Linked DNA regions of Gossypium hirsutum: region 1 is linked to region 2. Evidence: chromatin contacts called from public Hi-C data. All regions are on one chromosome and are shown on one strand. The core of a region is the stretch at or near the end of the contact, and the rest is flanking DNA. Distances in the headings are between cores, read along the strand shown. Region 1 has its middle 6.7 kb from the start of LOC107892815. Region 2 holds the start of LOC107890484 (SNF1-related protein kinase catalytic subunit alpha KIN10).

The links. A called contact is a pair of places that touch in the nucleus more often than the background predicts.
Region 1: a contact with region 2 is called in a Hi-C map of leaf, with 2.1 times the contacts expected there. The contact joins the enhancer-like site here to the promoter of LOC107890484 in region 2. A contact is called at or near these places in 6 of 34 Hi-C or Micro-C datasets (callus, leaf and petal).

The regions. Positions count from the first base shown.
Region 1 is chrD09:3,025,164-3,027,863 of Gossypium_hirsutum_v2.1, forward strand. No RefSeq gene overlaps it. Among protein-coding and RNA genes, the nearest start is that of LOC107892815, 6.7 kb to the left of the region's middle. Within about 2 kb of position 1,293, at least 9 of the 9 cell types and tissues checked have an H3K27ac peak or open chromatin away from gene starts, as enhancers often do. A contact at or near this core is called in leaf, where this site is marked.
Region 2 is chrD09:2,942,632-2,945,331 of Gossypium_hirsutum_v2.1, forward strand. It overlaps LOC107890484 (SNF1-related protein kinase catalytic subunit alpha KIN10), which reads left to right and starts at 1,404. Exons shown (of 11, transcript XM_016814935.2): 1 at 1,404-1,558; 2 at 1,642-1,841; 3 at 2,597-2,700. The coding sequence starts at 1,661.

The DNA.
Region 1 (2,700 bases), core at 43-2,542, 82 kb after region 2:
CTATTGAAAAATTGTATCAATGATTTAGTAAGCAATTTGGATAGAGTACTAATGAAGGGTTAAGTGAGAGTAGAAGCCTGCATTACCAACCAAAACAAATAAGCAGTTTTGTATTGTGTTTCTGCCTGTTATATGTAGCTAGTAATCTTCCCAGCTATGTAGTTTGAAAATGAATCAGGTTGTTTGTTTATCACCTGAATGCTGCTAGTAACAGCAGCATTATTCTATTAAGTTTCTACTACCGGCTTTACTTGGAGAAATAAAAAAATATCTACTTTTTCCAGAAAAATTAACACAAGTGTATGCGTCCCTTGCTCTAAATCTATTAAAATTATTGATCTCTTTTGTTTCATTTCATATTTACATGAGTAAAATCTGTATCAAATAACAATCTAAAATATCTTTAAAAACAAAAAACAAAACAAAACAATCAATACAGAAAAGTATAGAAGATGTTAAAACATATGGACATCAAAGCACCAGAACATAGAAGATGTTAAAAAAGTGAATATATCATTAGAACCCACAATGTTAACATCCTCTTAATATTTAAACCCACAATGTTATCATTAGAAAATTTCAAGAAATGCAAATAAACAGAACTTAACTAGTCGAAATCAGAAGCCATTCGGAAAACAATCAAAGAACAAGAAGAGAACCACCTTCAAAAACTTTTCATCTGTTCAATCAAACATACAATAAAATCAGTCAAAGAAAAGCCCAATGGAAATCATATGAAATACTTTAAAAAGAATCAAAATTAGGAAAACAAAAGATTCAGATCAAGACCAGGTAAGTGAATGAGGTTTATTTTGGTGCATAATATAACAAATATTGCAGATTTGAGGAGAAGCAAAACCAACCTGTAAAATGAACAAGGAAGTGCGAGCTGCTTTGAAACTGGTACTCACCTGTCAAGCTGTTGTAGAGTTAGGAGTAGAAAGAAAAGAAAAAATGATCTTCCCTGCCCTAACCCAAGAAATCGATTTTAAGTAAAGAGTGAAAAAACATTTTTTCGTTCCTGATAAAAAAAAAAAAAGAAACATAGGAGAAGATGAAGCTGAGGGCATAAATCGGTTTTAAGTACCCAAACGTAAGAAGAAAAAATCATAAAGAAGGAAAAAAAATTACCTGGTGAATCAATGGAAGGGAAACGTAGGAGAAGATTGTTGAAGCTTGAGGGCAAAAAATGAAAAAGAAAAAAAGAATAGGGAATGGAATCCCTAATCAGCGTTTGGTGGTGGGCCCGTTGAATTGGGGAGGAATGCATTCCTATTCCCCTAACCAAACATGCTCTTATTTTCTAAGATGTAGTGATAGAGATTACGCTACATGGCATCTAGTATACTTATGCTTGATATGTGGCCATCATAGTCTTCTTCTTTAATATTGATATATTGGTCGACTGCACTATATGAATGAATTTCCCTTGTATGATATTGATGTCATCTAGGTTAGCAAGGTATAGTTTCTTTATGATACACTTGCAGAGAATTAGGGCAAGGGGTATCTAGCTGGTTTCTAAGTTACTATCAATTTTTAGGACACACATAAACAATTGATCTGGAAATAGGTATCTCAGAACACAGAATACATTTGAATATCCTTTTTTATAAACAATTGGTATTTATCCTATGGGTTGGAACTCCTGGACGCCTTGTGGATTACCTTACCAATGCTAAAGGTTTTTCTCTTCGTATGTTAAAATATTTTGTAAGAATCTTTTCTACTCCTGCCTTTTATTTTCTCAAATTCCCTTTTTTTATTTAATATTCATGGTCACATTTTAGTTTGAAAGACAATGACTAAGTCTTATTTTATAAAAGTTTTTTTTTATTCTTTTTCCACACTTTTTATTGAGGCATCCCTTTGTCTTTTAAATTTGATAAATCTATTGTATTAGATTTCTTACAAGTTCTGTTAAATAAATTTTCCATCGTTGAACTGCCAAATTCTACTTTGTTAATTTCCACCTTCATGATATGAATGCCAATGTCTCAAGGTATCCATGTTAGTTGTTGCTTGATATAATTGGAGTAAGTGAGTATTAAACTACCTACCTTGTGACTTGCATTTCTTGTTGATTGTTAGTTATGTATATATTGTTGAAATAATATTTTTATTTATTTAATAAGTCCTAGATGGGGCAGATAGGTTGCTGAATAAGGATTTTGAAAAAGCACTAACGATATTTTGAATGTTATTCCTCGGGATAGGTACACGTATTTGTTTTCTACAACCATGACCAAAAAGGTATGTGGGGGAAAACAAACATTTTACATATTATATAAGAAATATGTCCATATGCTATCTTGAACATTGTTCCTCGTGATCGGGACAGGTTTGTTTTCTACGACCATGACCAAAAAAGCTATAACTGGGAAACAAATATTTTATGTATTCTATAAGAAACATATACATATACTATTTTCTGTTTCTCATGTAGTTGAACCTTGTTTGATCTTGGTTATTGTTAGTTAATATCTTTGCAAAAAGAAGGAATTAGTGCATTGGCTGCTCTTTATTTTTGTATTACTTGTATGCATGTAATTTCTTATTATGACCTAAAAATTATCTAATATATTATACAGTTTGATCATTTGGTTTGATTTTTTTCCCTTCATGGTGCCTTATTTAGTCTGCCATTAGGGAACAATAATTTCACAATTTCATCTGATCTTTACATTATGAATGTCTTTA
Region 2 (2,700 bases), core at 154-2,653:
CGAAGGTCTCCAAATGCTAAGAGGCTGCAGATTCAACAGATGATCGTGGAAGTGGATGCTCTGCTGGTGGTTCATCTTCTCCAACGTCCATACATGCACACTCGCCATTTTAGTGATCTTCTCCACGATTATTGGAAGCTTATTGAGGAAGGCTGGGTCACTACGGTTAATCATAGGCATCGTGAGGCCAAATTACGAAAATATTTTTTTATAATTAAAATAAGTTGAGGGTACTTTAGTCTTTTACTTTAACAAAAATTAATAAAAACATTTTAATATTTTTTTATACATTTTTATAATTTTTACCTTCATCAGTTGTATATATTAATAATATTAATTAAATTGATTTCACAAGATAAGTTGACAGCAACTCTAGATTGATGAAAACACCGTGATAAATAATTGTACTCATTTAATCTATGTGTTTAAATTTAATCTATTTTTTCATTTTAATATCATACATATTTCAATTGTTATTATTAATTAGTTTTAAACCATACATTTTATTATTTATTATATGTCATTTTCAAATACACATTTACATTATAAATACGTGGTTCCCACGCGTGTAGACATATAATAAATTTTTTTATTTTTAATATTATATTATTCTTTAAATATTTTATTTTTACTTCTTATCTACCCATTTATTCTCTTTGTTGATATATTCTCTTTCTTTTAAGTAAATATATAATTTTTTAAAAAAACATCAACATTCGAATCTAAAGATTAATTATATATGAGAGTTTTTTGTAATTTTATTTTAGTATCTGAGTTTATCTTGTTTATAAATTCTTAAATTGTTTATTATTTTTCAAAAAAAATTGAAATATGATATGTATTCTTTTAAATTTATAATATTTCTATATTCAAATTCATTTAAATATTAAAATATTTTAACAGTAAATTCTAAGAATTACTTTTAAAATTCACAATATTTTAGCAAAACCTAAAATTAATCAAATCTAAAATTCTCTAAAAATGTGCATAAAAAATCGGTGAATATATCTAAGAAGTCCCTCTATTATAGGGACTTGATCAAATTAATTCCTCTACTATTACTATTAAAGAGAATAAAAAAAGACCAAATTGAAATAGAGTTAACATTTACTAATTTTTAAAAAATTATTTACTGTTTAATAGAGTTAATATTTTTAAAGTTAATATTTTGTTTAGAATTGAATTGCAATTGAAAACATAAATTTCAAGATATTTTTTATATAGTAAATATTAGATCTATTATAATTTGGATTTGTTTGATTCTCTTAATAGTATAGGGGTTAAATCGACCCATTTATTAATAGAAGGACTAATTTGATATAATCCTTATAAGACAAGGACTTCCTAGGTACTTTTCTCTCTCAGAATTCGAACAAAACGACAAAAAGTTGGGGAATATCACTGTTATTCTATCAAAGCCTAAGGGCAAAAGAAGAAGAAGAAAAAAAGTCAGAATTTTAACCAATAAGAAAAAACTCTCGCTCGCTCGTTCGCTTGTTCCTCCGATTGGATTCTCCGTCAAAAGAAAACCTAAGGCAGGCAGTTCCGATCGAATCAGGTAGCCTTACACTTAATATTTTTCATTTTTAGCAGTTTTGATTTAGTTGATTTTTATTTTTATATTTTTTATTTGGTTTTTAGTTAAGAAAAAGGAAAAAAAATGGATGGATCGGGAGGAAGAGGAGCGGATAATGTATTATCGAATTACAAGCTTGGAAAAACGCTTGGAATTGGGTCGTTTGGAAAGGTTAAAATTGCTGAACATTCTTCGACTGGTTATAAAGTTGCTATTAAGATTCTTAATCGGAGAAAGATTAAGAATATGGAGATGGAGGAAAAAGGTACTTTTTTTGAAACAAATTTGAAATATTTTTTTAATTTTTTTAGAATTGAATTTTATGTTTTATTTTAGTTGTTGAAGTAAGAAAAAAGTTTGAGCATTAATGATATAGTAATTTATTAGAATAACAATATTCGTGACCTTAATGCTTTGTTTGGTAAAGTTGAAAGAAATTTGGAAAGATGAAAAGTTGGAGGGGAGAAAATAGAAAGAAAAAAAATATTTTTGCTGTGCTACGACAGATAGAAGAATGAGAAGAACAAATAATTTGAAATGAATTTTTTTTTGCCCGAAAGGTGATTCGAAATGAATTATTTTTGTACATTAAGATTTGAAATACTTCTCCACTCTCCTCTCTTTTCACTATTTCACTCAACCAAGAACAATTTTAATTTACTGATTATAAATTAGATTTCTCATATTAATTTTTGAATGGTTTTCTTAAGTTTGTTATTTTGAAGGATTTGATTTCTTAGGTTCTGTTTGATTATTGTTTTTGCTACATGTTATCTTGCTATCGGAAAAGGTAATCAATTAAAACATTATAAACTGTCTTGGTTCTGACGATTCGTTACTTTGAATGATCAAATCTCTTGGTGCTTTATTTCTGTTAAAATGGGAATAATTCCTTAATACAAAAAGAGGACTTTTGGTAGCTTTCTTGAATCTTAATCGTGTTTTGCTTTCATGAGTCTTGCATGTTGTAGTCAAATTTTATAGAATTATTGAAACAGAAAGGCTTAATATTTGGTGCAGTTAGAAGGGAGATTAAGATTTTGAGATTGTTTATGCACCCTCACATCATACGACTGTACGAGGTCATAGAGACAGCGACGGATATCTTTGTGGTTATGGAATAT